Linked DNA regions of Sus scrofa: all the other regions are linked to region 1. The links are chromatin contacts, called in public HiChIP or PLAC-seq maps. All regions are on one chromosome and are shown on one strand. Each heading gives the region's core, a stretch centred on a gene start, on an enhancer-like site or on the middle of the called end of the contact. The rest is flanking DNA. Distances are from core to core; before and after follow the strand shown. Region 1 overlaps FRMD4A (FERM domain-containing protein 4A). Region 2 overlaps FRMD4A (FERM domain-containing protein 4A). Region 3 overlaps FRMD4A (FERM domain-containing protein 4A).

The links. HiChIP or PLAC-seq counts read pairs in DNA pulled down with a chosen protein or histone mark.
Region 2: an H3K27ac HiChIP or PLAC-seq map of skeletal muscle shows a contact between it and region 1, with 9 times the contacts expected there. The contact joins two enhancer-like sites. A contact is called at or near these places in 1 of 5 promoter capture datasets (liver), 25 of 47 Hi-C or Micro-C datasets (adipose tissue, brain, embryonic fibroblasts and 14 more) and 1 of 2 datasets of contacts at active chromatin or transcription factors (skeletal muscle).
Region 3: a contact with region 1 is called in an H3K27ac HiChIP or PLAC-seq map of skeletal muscle, with 8 times the contacts expected there. The contact joins two enhancer-like sites. A contact is called at or near these places in 2 of 2 datasets of contacts at active chromatin or transcription factors (alveolar macrophages and skeletal muscle).

What each region holds. Positions count from the first base shown.
Region 1 is chr10:47,609,614-47,614,180 of Sscrofa11.1, forward strand. All of the region lies in intron 2 of FRMD4A (FERM domain-containing protein 4A), which reads left to right. Among named protein-coding and RNA genes, the nearest start is that of FRMD4A, 230 kb to the left of the region's middle. Within about 2 kb of position 2,193, at least 6 of the 83 cell types and tissues checked have an H3K27ac peak or open chromatin away from gene starts, as enhancers often do. A contact at or near this core is called in skeletal muscle, where this site is marked.
Region 2 is chr10:47,913,559-47,918,125 of Sscrofa11.1, forward strand. All of the region lies in intron 6 of FRMD4A (FERM domain-containing protein 4A), which reads left to right. Among named protein-coding and RNA genes, the nearest start is that of PRPF18, 210 kb to the right of the region's middle. Within about 2 kb of position 1,838, at least 8 of the 83 cell types and tissues checked have an H3K27ac peak or open chromatin away from gene starts, as enhancers often do. A contact at or near this core is called in skeletal muscle, where this site is marked.
Region 3 is chr10:47,867,250-47,871,816 of Sscrofa11.1, forward strand. All of the region lies in intron 3 of FRMD4A (FERM domain-containing protein 4A), which reads left to right. Among named protein-coding and RNA genes, the nearest start is that of PRPF18, 250 kb to the right of the region's middle. Within about 2 kb of position 2,617, at least 31 of the 83 cell types and tissues checked have an H3K27ac peak or open chromatin away from gene starts, as enhancers often do. A contact at or near this core is called in skeletal muscle, where this site is marked.

The DNA.
Region 1 (4,567 bases), core at 943-3,442:
GCAAATTAGGCTGTGGCTGACTGTGGCAGAGCCCATCAAAGTGTCCTGCTCATTTTCAGGGAAAACTCCTTCCATCACTGTTCACAAGCAGGTTGGGGCTTCTGTTGTTCATTGTGAGAGATGGAGAGTCAGTCAATCAGTCACTGTCCTCCTGGGTCTCCATGGTCAGACATCCCTCCCAGCAAGGACAGCATGGAGCAGACATGAGGGACGGGCCTGGCTTGAGGTGTGAAACCCTGGAACACTCCAGTTCTGCCTGATTAACTTGCTGCAGGAGAGGTGAATGTGTCAGGAGTGTAAATTCACCCTGCCTTTGGTTTAATCGTGTAGGTGACCGGGAGATCCTGAGGGAGCATTGAGCTGAATGTAAGCCATCCCTTGCCAGGGAGGGGAAATCAACCGACATGAAATCAGCATAGTGGGCAGTTGTACCTTCTAGAAAAGCTGTGCTTTTGATATTGTGTTAGTTATCTCTTCAGTGAGTAGTGTGTGTTGTTGATATCGTTGGCAATTCCAATTGGGGACCTAAAGATACACACAATAAATCTTAGTGCTACACTAGCTGGAAAGCAAATAAGTAAAGCCAGGCTCCTCTCTGGTTCTTCCATTAGAATGAGGCAGGCATGGAAGAAAAACACACTAATAGGGAAACTAAGACTGGAAAAATCGGTTCAACAGGTTCTCTTAGAAAAAAAAGAAATCTTTTTATATATGGTGCGGTTTTTTCACAGTGCAGCTATTTTCGCATGCAGTTATGGGAGTGGTTTTTGGTTTGTTTTTGTTTTGTTTTGCTTTGTTTTGCTTTGCTTTTTAGGGTCATGCATGTGACATATGGAAGTTCCCATGCTAGGGGTCAAATAGGAACTGCAGCTGCCAGCCTACACCACAGCCACAGCACCAGGGGGTCTGCGCCACGTCTGCGACCTACACGACAGCTCACGGCAATGCCGTATCCTTAACCCACTGAGCGAGTCCAGGAATCAAACCCTCATCCTCATGGATACTATTTGGGTTCGTTACCACTGAGCCACAATGCTCAGTGTTTTGTTTTGTTTTGAATGCTTTATGGAGCTATCTTTTTTTTTTCTGGTATCATTATCTGTTTTTTTCTTTTCTACTATTTATATACACACAGACACACATATATGAACCACCTGATTGCTTTTTAATGCATTTTTAAAAGATAAAATGTCTTACTTAAGAAATTAAATATAGGAGTTCCCGCTGTGGCACAATAGGTTAAGGACCTTGTATTGCCTCTGCAGTGGTGTGGGTTTAATCCCTGGTCTGGTGCAGTGGCTTAAGAATTCAGCATTTCTGCAGCTATGGTGTAGGTTGCAGCCATGGCTCTGATTCAATGCCTGGCCTAGGAACTTCCATATGCTGTGAGTGTGGCCAAAAATAAATAAATAAATAAATAAGAAATTAGGTATACAAGGAAATCTCTTTTAGGAGTCTAAACAGTCTTCCTCTCTTCCTTGTGGTCTCATTCATGCCTTACAGTTCTAAGAGGTTTGGTGTCATTTTGTGGTTTGCTGGTCTACACTGTCAGGACCCAAGAGTAGTGACTTCAGTGTTGGTTTGGAGCTTAATTGGGGTGCTTCTCTTTAATGAGAACCAAAGCTCAAGAATTTATAACTGTGGCCAAAAGATTTATGGCAAAGTCCTGGACCCATGCTGACAAAGGCCACTCGATGTAGTTCATAACGTTAAAAATAGAGAAAGAATGACAAATTATACCCGGGCCCATGGCAGTCTGGTCTCCACTCCTTGGCTAATTGGTGAAAACTTTAGCACAGAGGGGTTGGGGCCCTGCATCCCTATTTGAACCCAGATGTCACTCTCCTTGGCCCAGCTCTCCATTTCCTGCCCCTGGAGCATGCAGTGCAAAATCCCCCACCTGTTCTAATAGTCTTACCACCCCCACCCCCACCCCGCCCACTTCCTGCTTCCAGTTCTGATCTGTTAGGTCTGTGCTGTGTGGGGTGTAGGAGGGATCGCTTTTGTGGGCTCTGAGAATATATCAGGTCTCTCCCCTGCACACTGGTGGATCCACAGCCCTCCGGGGCTTCAGACTAGTGCGAGAATATACCAGGTCTCTCCCCTGCACAGTGATGGACCCACAGCCCTCAGGGGCTTCAGACTAGAGCGAGAATATCTTCTAGACCACGTGCTACCTTGATGTCCCGTCTCCTGTTACTCACAAGGCTTTTCCCTTACAGTTATTTCTAGGTCCCTGCTATAAATATTCCCACAGCAGCCATCTGCCCCTGCGGCAGAGTTTTACAATTTTATGCTGGCTGTTTGGGTTACACTATCACAGGACTGCCATCCATTGTAGAGCTGTTTCAACGATTCTGATTCCTCTCTCTCTCTAGAGAATAGCACGCCTGCACTGATAGGAGAGAACAAAACTTATTTTTGTTTCCTGAAAAATCTGTGCAGTTTATACAAAGCCATCAGGAGCTGGTTGCTCATGGGGTTTAATCCATGGGCTTATGAAGGAGATGGAGGAAACAAAACAAGGTTTGGAAATTACCTGGACATCTGGGCCATGAGCTCCTGCTCTGTGGCACTGGGCCAGTGCCCTCCATTCAATCCAAACCGGGGCTGATGGTGTCTTTGAACAGGGCAGGGAGGTGTTTTCCCACAAGTAAAAAATTTCCCATCACACTAGAGCCTGCTTTTTCTTTTTAAAAGAAGCTTGAGAGGGTCTACTGTTTTTTCACTTCACAATAAATAAGGTGTTTTGAGGCCAAGACCCTAATGAGATAATCACCGCAAAAGCTGCCACTGAAACAAGCGTGTTTGAAAACTTATTGAAAACATTGAGAAGGGGCTGGCCCTGTTCCCAGTGTACTGGGTGAAAGGTGGCGGAGGAGGTCTTTGTTTTCCCTGGAACAGGTGACAGGTCAGAGTTGGACAGCCCATCCTCTCTGGGAACCATGCTGATATGCACAGGGGCTGATTGGTTGGGTCCCTGGTGGGGCGGTGGGGAGAATGGATAATGGATGGGAAGTGAGCCGGGGCGGCCATGCTGTTCACTCCACCTCCGCTCCCCCCCCCGCCCCCCCAAGCATGAGACAGAACTTCCAGGGAGCCATCACCAAGGGCCAGTGGGAAAATAGATAAAGTCAGGAGCAAGCTTTGTGACTGTCAGATCAACGGGGAAGGTCAATGGCCTTCGAGAACTGGGGACATTTCAAGAACGAAGCTCTGAAGTGATGATGACCAGAAGTGGGCTCCCTCTTAAATGAGGACTCATCTTGGGCCTTTGCCAACACCTCCTAGCCCACCCCCAGCCTTGGTTCTGCCTTTTCTTTTTTTTTCTGTTTTTTCCTTTTTTTATTAGAGTATAGTTGATTTACAGTGTTGTGTCAATTTCTACTGCATAGCATAGCAACCCAGCTATCTACATCTACATATATTCTTTCCAATACTATCTTCTCTCAAGTTCTATCCCAAGAGATTGAATATAGTTCCCCGTGCTGTACCCTAGGACCTTATTGTTTATCCTATTTTAAATGTAATAGTTTGCATCTACTAACCCCAAACTCCCTGGCATCCCACTCCCTCCCCCTTGGCCACCACAAGTCTGCTCTCCAGGTCTGTGATCTATTTCTGTTTTGTAGGTAGAATCATTTATGCTGTATCTTAGAGTCCACATATAAGTTACATCATACTGTACTTGTCTTTCTCTGGCTGACCTCACTCAGTATGAGAATCTCTAGTTGCATCTGTGTTCCTGCAAATGGCATTATTTTGCCCCTTTTTAAGGCTGAGTAATATTCCATTGTGTGTGTGTGTGTGTGTGTGTGTGTGTGTGTGTGTATACCACACCTTCTTAATCCATTCATCTGTTGATAGACATTCAGGTTGCTTCCATGTCTTGGCTATTATGAATAATGCTTCTGCCCTTTCCAGACAACCTAGCGTAGGCTTATTATGAGGCCAGGGCCAGGCTCCAGCATGTTCTGGGGCCACGTCCCTACTCCACGTGTTCCAGCCATGTGAGCTTTCTCAGCAACTCACCCTTCATGTGCCTCTGTTTCCTTGTGTGCAAAACTGAGCATCTTGGTTGGTCCTTCCAGAAGCAAACTTTGAACCAAGGATCTGAGTGGAAGTGATCTATCTGGAAAGTGTTGCCAGGCAAGCTAGGAAAGGAGCAGGGGAAGCAGGGGAAGTGGGAAAAAGAGTAAGGATGGAACTTCAGGTGGAGTCCCAGCTTCAGCCCAATGCATGGGGAGCTCTGGAGTGTAAATTGGGTCTCTGAGTTTGTCCCCTTTGGAGGAAAGGGACCCAGGCTTTTGGACCCTCTCAGCATTTGCAAGGGTGGTGGGCTGGGCTCTGGCTCTCTCCCTGTAAGCAAAACAGCTCCAGCCGCCCAAGGGAAGCCCTCAGATGAAGGTGTGAACACTTAGGAACAAAGTCCACAGAAGCTGGGAGTGGGCATGGAGCAGAGGGGGCCCAGCAGCACCAGCAGAGGTGTCTGCTGCACCAGGGATAATACCGTCTCCTTCATAGTGTTGATCTGCAAATTTAGTGAGTCAACTCCTACCAAACAATC
Region 2 (4,567 bases), core at 588-3,087, 300 kb after region 1:
GATCTGAGCTGCGTCTGCAACCTACACCACAGCTCACGGCAACACCGGATCCTTAACCCACTGAGCGAGGCCAGGGATCAAACCTCCAACCTCATGGTTCCTAGTGGGATTCGTTTCTGCTGCGCCATGACGGGAACTCTGTCTTCTTGTGTTTTGCTTTATGCCATTGTTTCCCTGGAGAACATCCTGCCGTAATCCAGAGAAGGTGGACAGGGGCCATAAAATGTTGGGGTCTTTGCGCATCTGAAAGAGTCTTTGTTCCACCTTCGTCTTTGAGTAATAGTTTGACTGGAAGTGGAGATAAGGGAATGTTTTCTCTCAGAATATCAGAGGGGTTGCCTCGGAGCCTTGGAGAGCTGCTCTGGGGGCGTCTGCTGTGCTCACACTCTATTTGGACTCACGCTCACCTCCACCACCGGCAACAGGATCTTTCAGGATTTCCTCTTTATTCCTCTTCATCTGAAACTTCAGGGTGTGTGCCCAGAAGTGGGTCTTTATAAACCCACTATGTTGGGTATCCCATGGGTGCTTTAGCCTGGAATCGGATTCTGCTTTAGTTCTGGGAGGTGTTTTGTATTCTTTCCTTCTTTTTTCTTTTTTCTGTTTTTTTGGCCAACCCCGACATTTGGAGTTCCCACACCAGGGACCAAACCTAAGCCACAGCTGCAACGTAAGCCGTAGCTGCAGCAATGCTGGATCCATAACCCACTGTGCCGGGCTGGGGATTGAACCTGCGTCCCAGCACTCCCAAGACGCCGCCAATCCCACCGCGCCACAGTGGGAACTCCTCGCATTCCTTCTTTGATGATGTCTGTTGCCTCTGTGCTCTCCTTCTGGAGCTCCCGTTAATCCAGTACCCGACTTGGCCTCCTGCTTCAATACCTGGTTTCTCTTATTTTCCATCTTTGTCGTTTTGTTTTACTTTATGGGCGATTTCCTCAATGTTACCTTTAATCTCCTCTCTTGACTTTCCAACCTTTGCCATCATGTTTTGAATATCCAAGACTTCCTTCACATTATCTGATTTTTCTTTGTATACTTACAATCCTATTACTGTTTTTGAACCTAATAGGCTCATCCCTCCAATCCTAGTAATTATCCTGCCTGTTCTGTGTGCTTGCTGTTTCTTCCGATTTCTTTATTTCTTTCCTGTTTCTTGATTTTGGTCTCCGTGTTGCCTGTAGGAAGCGTTCCAGCCACATTTAAGAGGGGCCTCACTCCAAAGCTGCGAGTGCCCAGGTGGAGTCGGTCAAACCCCTGGGACCATCCCTGTGGAGTGTCCCGGAGGAGAGCTGGTTCTTTCAGTGGGAACCCCAGGCATCAGTGCTTGGTGTTTTTTTCTCGTGGTGATGCATTGTCTCCAGAGGATGTCATGTCTTACTTCCCTCGAGGATGTCCCCTCCCACTTCCAGGGTCTGGGGGAGGGGGTGGCCTCCATTGCGATGTAACCCGCTTTGCGTCCCTGAGATCTCAGTTCACCTCATTCCAGCTTCCTGTGCATCTTCTCCAGAGAGCAAACCTCTGTTCTCTTCAACAGCACAAAAGTAGAGAAGGGTGTTTTGTTTCGTTTGTGTCTTTGTTTTGTCATTTTTCCCCCAACCACGCGTGCCAGCCCCCACCCCCTACTCTTCCTTCACCAGGAAACAGAAAGCCTAACTCAGTGAATTTCCCGCTCACTTCTCCTTGCTTTACGGTCCCTGACTTTATACCGAAAGAGCAGGAAATTACAGTCAGAATCTGTCCAAGTTGCAGAAAGTTAGAATCTGATCAGGAGGGAGCAGAAGGAAGTACTGGACTGGGTCACAGACACCCCACGTGGCCACTTGTTCCAGCAGCATCTCTGTTGTGTTTTGACTCACGAAGGGGACCAGTCGAGGAGGGAAAGGAAACTTATGACCAAGGGTGGCTGAAACTCATTTAGAGATGTGTGTCTGGATCTGAGGGACCCCAGGGGAAGTCAGCCTGGGGTGATGTGTGTTTCCTGGAAGCAGAGCTTTCCTGCCAAGCTCTCCATCTGGTCGCCTCTCTCTTTGGATATAGCTTCCAGTGTCCACTGGAGAGGCCCATCGGTCAGCCGCGAGGGGGGCAGTGGACTTGTCAGACTAGAGGGAATGGTGGGTGGATGTGATTCTAAACTCAGCTCTCCCCCCACCTTCAGGGTTGACTCCTGCCTGCTTGGAGTTCTCCACTGACAAAGCGAGATTTCTGTTAGACATTTTCAAAATTGTTGATAAACTTTCAAATGCTTTGCAAACAGCAAAGGCTAAGCCATAAAATACCAGGGCTTTTTTTTTTTTTTTCTTCTTTCTTTGCATTAAAAAAGTTTTTATTGGTATTCCCACTGTAGCCTAATGGAATCAGCAGCATCTTGGGAGCACCGGGACACAGGTTTGATCCCCAGCCCAGCGCAGTGGGTTGAGGATCCAGCATTGCCACAGCAACAGCTTAGGTCTAAACTGCGACTCTGATCTGATCCCTGGCCCAGGAACTCCATGTGCCTTGGGGTAGCCAACAAAAGAAAAAAAAAATATTATGGAAGTTATAGGCATTCAATATAGTGATTCACAACTTTTAAAAATTATACTGCATTTATAGTTACTGTAAACTATTGGCTATATTCCCATGTGTATGCTATATCATTGTAGCTTATTTTTTTTAAGAGTAAAAACCCTGGGAGTTCCCACTGTGGCTCAGTGGGTTAAGAATCCAACTGCAGCGGCTTGGGTTGCTGTGCAGGTGCAAGTATGAACCCTGGCCCAGCACAGTGAGTTAAAAGATCTGGAATTGCCGCAGCTACAGCGTAGGTCAGAGCTGTGGCTCGGGTTCAATCCCTGGCCCAAAAACTTCCATGTGCCAAGGGTGTGGCTGGAAGAAAAAAAAAAAAGCGTAAAAACTCTTCATTTTGTTGGCGTTCCATTGTGGTTCAGTGGTTAATGAATCTGACTAGTAACCATGAGGTTGCTGGTTCAATCCCTGGCCTTGCTCAGTGGGTTAAGGATCCGGCGTTGCCGTGAGCTGTGGTGTAGGTTGCAGATGCGGCTCGGATCCTGAGTTGCTGTGGTTCTGGCGTAGACTGGCGGCTACAGCTCCGATTGGACCCCTAGCCTGGGAGCCTCCTTATGCCATGGGAGCGGCCCAAGAAATGGCAAAAAAAAAAACAAACAAAAACCTCTATTTTATTTACTAATTTTTTATAATTATTACTATTGTCTCTTTTTGGCTTTTTAGGGCTACACCCGCGACATATGGAGGTTCCCGGGCTAGGAGTCAAATTGGAACTGTAGCTTCCAGCCTACACCACAGCTCACAGCAACACCAGATCCTTATCCCACTGAGCGAGGCCAGGGATCGAACCCACACCCTTGTGGTTCCTAGTCGGATTCGTTTCCCCTGTACCACGATGGGAATTCCTATTAATTTATTTTTACTTGAAATATAGTTGATTTACAGTGTTGGGTCAGTGTCTGCTGTGCAGCAAAGTGATTCAGTTGTACATCCATATATATTCTTTTTTATGTTCTTTTCCGAAATGTGCGTGTTTTTCAATTTTTAAAATGAAGGAGTCCATGAGATTAGAGGGCTGAAGGTTGTCAGGGACATAAAGAACTCTGAACTCCAGCTTCCAGGGCTCCTCAGGCCTCAGAGGAGTGATTTGATACTTAACATGGCCTGAGGTGGCTGAAGTGAGGGACCGGCCAGAATAACTGGCTGCGCTGTTAGGAATCTCATGTTTGAACGGAAGCGGTCGACGTCCGCTCTTTCAATACGTCCATCACATTTCAGCGGTTGATCTCAACACTTCATCTGTCTGACCACAAAAACCAGAGAAGCAGGACCCATGTCCCTGTCTCAGGGTGGGCAGAGATGTGTCTCCTTAGGTTGGAGGGAGCATCGGCCTGAGCATTTGTCCCTAAGTTACACATGAAGTAAACTAAAACTGTTTACAGTCACCTTCCATTGACCTGTCACCGACCTGGGCGTATGGTCAGTGCTCAGTAAATTGTTTCCAGTTGATTACTTTCCAATTCCAGGGAGCAAGGGTTTGCATATTTCCTGGGAAATTACCACGTTCCGAGCCTACACATACCCACGGAGAGCAGACCATGTCATAACAAAGAAGCTTAACATTCCCCCTTTATGTGTGCTGGCGTGGGGGGGTGGGGGGGGGTGTCCCTGTCCAGCCTTCCCTTCCAAGATGTTCCCATTGAACGGAGAGCTTCACACGTTATTGAAGTTCAAACAGTCACCCCTGGGCCACATTTGCTCCTTAGGTCTAAATACCATCACTCTTGCTGAAGTCGAAATCAGCAACCTTTATCCAAGGTCTTCAAAGAGATTTGCTAATGAGCAGATGATATCATCTCATCTGAAGATGAGAAAAACAAAGGCCCAGACTCAAGTCTCACAGAACAAAGGAACCAACATATCAACATTAGTCTCAGCCTTATAGAACCCCAGTCCGTATCGCCTAGACTGATGATCGCCAGCTCTGCGTGTGTGCGCACGTGACAGAGAGAGGACAGGGAGGAGGAACGAGGGGGACTTTTGCCTTCAACCCTCTAGAGGC
Region 3 (4,567 bases), core at 1,367-3,866, 260 kb after region 1:
AGTTTGACCCTGGAGAACTCACATCACCTCCCAGCGACTGTCTGGGTGGTGTACATCCACAAAAGTAATTTACTACTCCCTGTAGGACAAGATCGAGTCATAACTAAGTATGCAAGGCAGGCTTCGAGCTAAAGAAAAAAAAGAATGTGGTGGACACCAGGACCGTGGACCCCCTTAACATCCCCTGTATTTGTTTCCAGCACCTCAAAATTGGGTCTGCAGACTTGCCAGCCCAACCTTGGTAGAGGCAGGTTTAGTACTGTGTGTCTTTTTGTATTTTCACCTCATCGAAATAGTTATCACTTCATGAATGCAGAGAGGCTTCTAAGGGGAGCCGCCCCAGACGAGCCGTCCCTGTGACATTGCCCCGAGCAGGCTAGAGTCTGGGAGTTACTGTGTCATCAGCAGGCGCTCCCTAATGAACACCTGCCCGCCCGCCCAGAGTTCCCAAGGGGCACAGCTCCTGAATAAAGCAGGCTTCCCAGCCGGCTGGCAGGAGCACTTTGCATTTCTGGAGGAGTAATAATTACGTACGCCTGTCAAAGCCTTCCCATTGGGCATCCGTCAAATGCCGGGATGAGAAAGACTCAGCTTCCCAGGCTGAGAGCAACCCCAGCTTTGCCCAACGCTGGCACCAGTGTATATCTTAGCCAAACGTGGAAGAGGCTATGTGGAAATAAAAGGACCAGAGCGAAGGAATAAATGAGTATGGTATAAAGGATAATACGTAGGAGTAGTGGAACAGGAGGGGATGAGCAACTGGAAAACCAGAGAGGTTGTTCTCTGGAAGTCGTTATGCTGAGTAAATGGCTGAGTCTGTTGGAAAAAGAGAGAATGGGGAGGGAAGAGACTAAAGGAAGTTGGTGGCAGGGAGAAGTCAGGTAGGAGGAGGAGATGCTCTGAAAGGAGGGGGTAGGAATACAGACACAGCCCATCCTTGCCTGGGTATATACGTGACTTTGCCAAAGTTTGCGTCACAGCATCCTCCATGGGTGCCTGGAGGCATACGATACCGTTGAAACCCTGGGACTCTCTTGCGTCTAGGAACAGTGTAACAGCATATGGTATCTGGTCCCATCCTGCTCCACGTGGCACCACAATCTCTGCCTAGCATTTCTGTGCTTCGCCCAGCCTTGAGAGAGTGTGTAGGTTTCACCCTGACTTTGGTCAGCATTCCTGCCAGGCTGCTGTAACAACCAGTGACCCTCCAGTCTCTCCTGATCTACCCATACACACCTTTAGAAGGCACCTACTGTGTGTCAGGCACGGCAGTGGGGTGCAAGACTGCAGATACCCATCCATCCTGATCCTTGCCCTCCGGATGCACGTCATCCAGCAAAATTCTATTGCGTTTAGAAAAAAGCGGCTTCAAACCCCTCCTGTCCACGCTGTTTGTTACTCGCTGGATCTGTTCCCAGTATTTAAAAATCAAAGCTCTGGAGCCTGTACCAGACTCAAGCCCCTTGCCTGCCCTGTGACCCTGGGGGGGTTGTGACCTTGGCCGCACTGACACTTCTCAGCCCCAGCGTCCTCATCTGTACAGTGTTGCTGGGTTGTTTCTCAGCCCAGAACCGGGATGGGGGAGGTATGCAGAAGATGATGGTGCTGGCAGGGAGAGGGGCAGCAGCAGCGGGGAAGCTGGGGAGGGGCCAGGAAACCTGGACTTGAACGTGGTATGTGCAGTGTCAGCGTTTTGCCTGCCAGGACGCACTCCCCCCAGCCTTGGTCATTGATACCCTTTGTTTTCTTCCCTTCCTGTTTCAGATCGCTGCAGGCTTCTCTGAAACCTTCAGTGGACCAGCAGAGGGCTAGTCAGGCACTTGGGTCCTGGCCCCATGTGTGCTGACCACTGAGGTGACCGCCCTGGTTGGTGGACACGCTTCTCAATCCCTTGAGCCTTAGTTTTCTGCCCTGTCAGTTAAGTGGATTGGGTAACCAGGCTGTCTGGCTTTTTATTTTAATCCAGCATTCTGAGGTGGCTTATACCCACTTTATGGTTGAGTTCATTTGCTGGTTACTAGCTGTGTGCATTTGGCAAATAAGTCCGTTCACTGTGCTTCAGCTCCTCCTGCATCAAATGGGGGAAATGCTGGCATCCACCCCCTGGGTAAGGATTGACTCGGTTCTGCCCTTGGACAAAGGCTGTACCCCTAAACCAGAAACTCTTCGTAGTGGCTGGGTCTGGAACCAGCTTTGCTGAGATGTTTTGCTGCTGGTTCTTCCTGAGCTGGAGGTAAAGTCTCCTGTCCACTAAGGATTTAGGGTTCTGGCAGGATCCACTGAGCTTTATGACACCCCCACCCCCACCTATCCTGGCGCCTCCGAGGCTAGAAGAGCGCCTCAGCCTGCATGAAGGAAGCAGCACATGCGCACACACATAAAATTTGCACACACACACACACACACATACACCCTCCTCTCGCTACGGAACCCAGGGGCTGCTCAGATGGGGCAGGAAGGAAGCCAGCCTCCCCAGCTAATCGGCCAGAGCATCAGGGGGGGTGATATGGCGTCGGGGTGGGGCGGGGTTGGGGGGGAGTGGGGGGGGCACAGCCAGACCTGCATCTGTGTGCACAATGACCTCATGCTTTCTCTCCATCCCTGCCCCCCACCCCAGGATGAGGGAGCAGCCAATGAGCACTTGGCTGCTTATTGCCCAGCCCCAGGGGGAGGGCGGGAGCCAGGCTCCCAGCTGCTCAGGGAAACACAATTACAGGCAGGGCTTCAAAGAAGCCGCAGGCTCCGGCGATTCAGAGCTACTCCTCTTCACCCCCCCCCCCACCCCTCTATTTAGCTTTTTAGAAAAGTTGGGAAGAAAGGGCGCACTGACCGTGCTTTCTTCCCACCCTCAGCACCGGACTCTCTGCCGTCTCCATGGCTGCAGCCAGTCCTTCGGTGGCCAGGCATCACCCTTTCCTAGGATGGGGCTGGCAGTGCCATCAGGGTGAGCGGGCAGGCATGGCTCACTGTCCCCTGGCAGCCTGGTGGTCACCATGTGCCCTGCAGCCACAAGCGAATTGTCCAGACCAGCCTTGGGGTGGAGGGAGAGGTGGGAGGGTCAGTCTCTCGGCAGTGATTCCCCCCAAAGCACAGATGGGAGCCATTTGATGTTTTAATTTTTTTTAATGCAATTAATTCAGAAGTGGCCATTCCATTGATTTAGAATCTGTGAGCTGCCCCCAAGGGAATGGTGGATGACAAGAGAGGGCTTGAGGGGAGAATTCATAGAATTGAAGACCACGCTGCCAGTGACTGACCCAGGGTCAGCTCAGAGACAAAGGCTTTGCCACCTAGACTTCTGGAGGTGACCTCCTTGCCAAGAAAGTCAATGGCATTATAAAGAGAAAATGCAGATACTAATAAAGGGTTTTCAACTGAGATCCCATTTTACTAGAGTCTCAACCAACCAACAGATTTGGAGTTTGCGGCTATGCAAACTATACGCCAGGCACTCTGTGTGTGTGGGGGGGGGGGGGGAGATCAATTCCCTGAGGCTGCTTAACAGATCACCACAAACTTGGGGGCTTAAAATAACAGTAACCCATCTTCTCGCAGTTCTGGAAGGCAGAAGTCAAAATCAGGCTGTCCTGGAGGTTTGAGACGGAAATCCATTCTTTGCCTCTTCTGGCTTCTGGTGGCTGCCAGCCTTCTTTGACATGTGACTTTGTCACTTCAGTCTCTGCCTCTGTTCTCACACCACCCTATCTGTCGTCTGTGTGTCAGTGTCAAAACTCCCTCTGCTTCCCTCCTAGAAGGAGCCATGTGATTGCATTTAGAGTCCACCTGGATAATCCAGAAAAAAGCTCTTCCTCTCAAGAATCATAATCACACTTTTTTTTTTTGTCTTTTAGGACCATGCCTGTGGCCTATGGAGGTTCCCAGGCTAGGGGTCTAATCGGAGCTGTAGCCACTGGCCTACGCCACAGCCATAGCAATGCCAGATCCGAGCCTCGTCTGCAACCTACACCACAGCTCACGGCAACACCAGATCCTTAACCCACTGAGCAAGGCCAGGGATCAAACCTGCAACCTCATGGTTCCTAGTCAGATTCGTTAACCACTAAGCCATGACGGAAACTCCACATCTTTTATAATGTGAGGTGAAACCAAAGGTTCCAGCCTTTGGGATGTGGACATTCGTTTTGGGGGAGCAACCCATTTAGCCATCTACAGGGCTACAACAAATCATGTCCCCAGAAATTCACCATGTTCCTAGCAGCATTCTTCACAAAAGCCAGAACATGGAAGCAACCTGTGTCCCTTTATGGATCAATAGATAAAATGTGGCAGATACATATAGTGGAATATTATTCAGTTTTAAAAAGGGAGGGAATTGTGACACAGGGTGAAACGTGAATGAACCATGAGGATGTTACACTCAGTGAAAGAAGCCAGGCACAAAAGAACAAACACTGTAGTTGTACTTAGATGAGGCATCTAGAGTCATCGAGTTCACAGGAATAGAAAGCAGAATAGTGGCTGCTGGGGGCAGGGGGCATGGGGCGTTGTTTAAAGGGTAGAGCGTTTCTATGTTGCAAGAGGTTTTAGAGATCAGTTGCACAAAAAT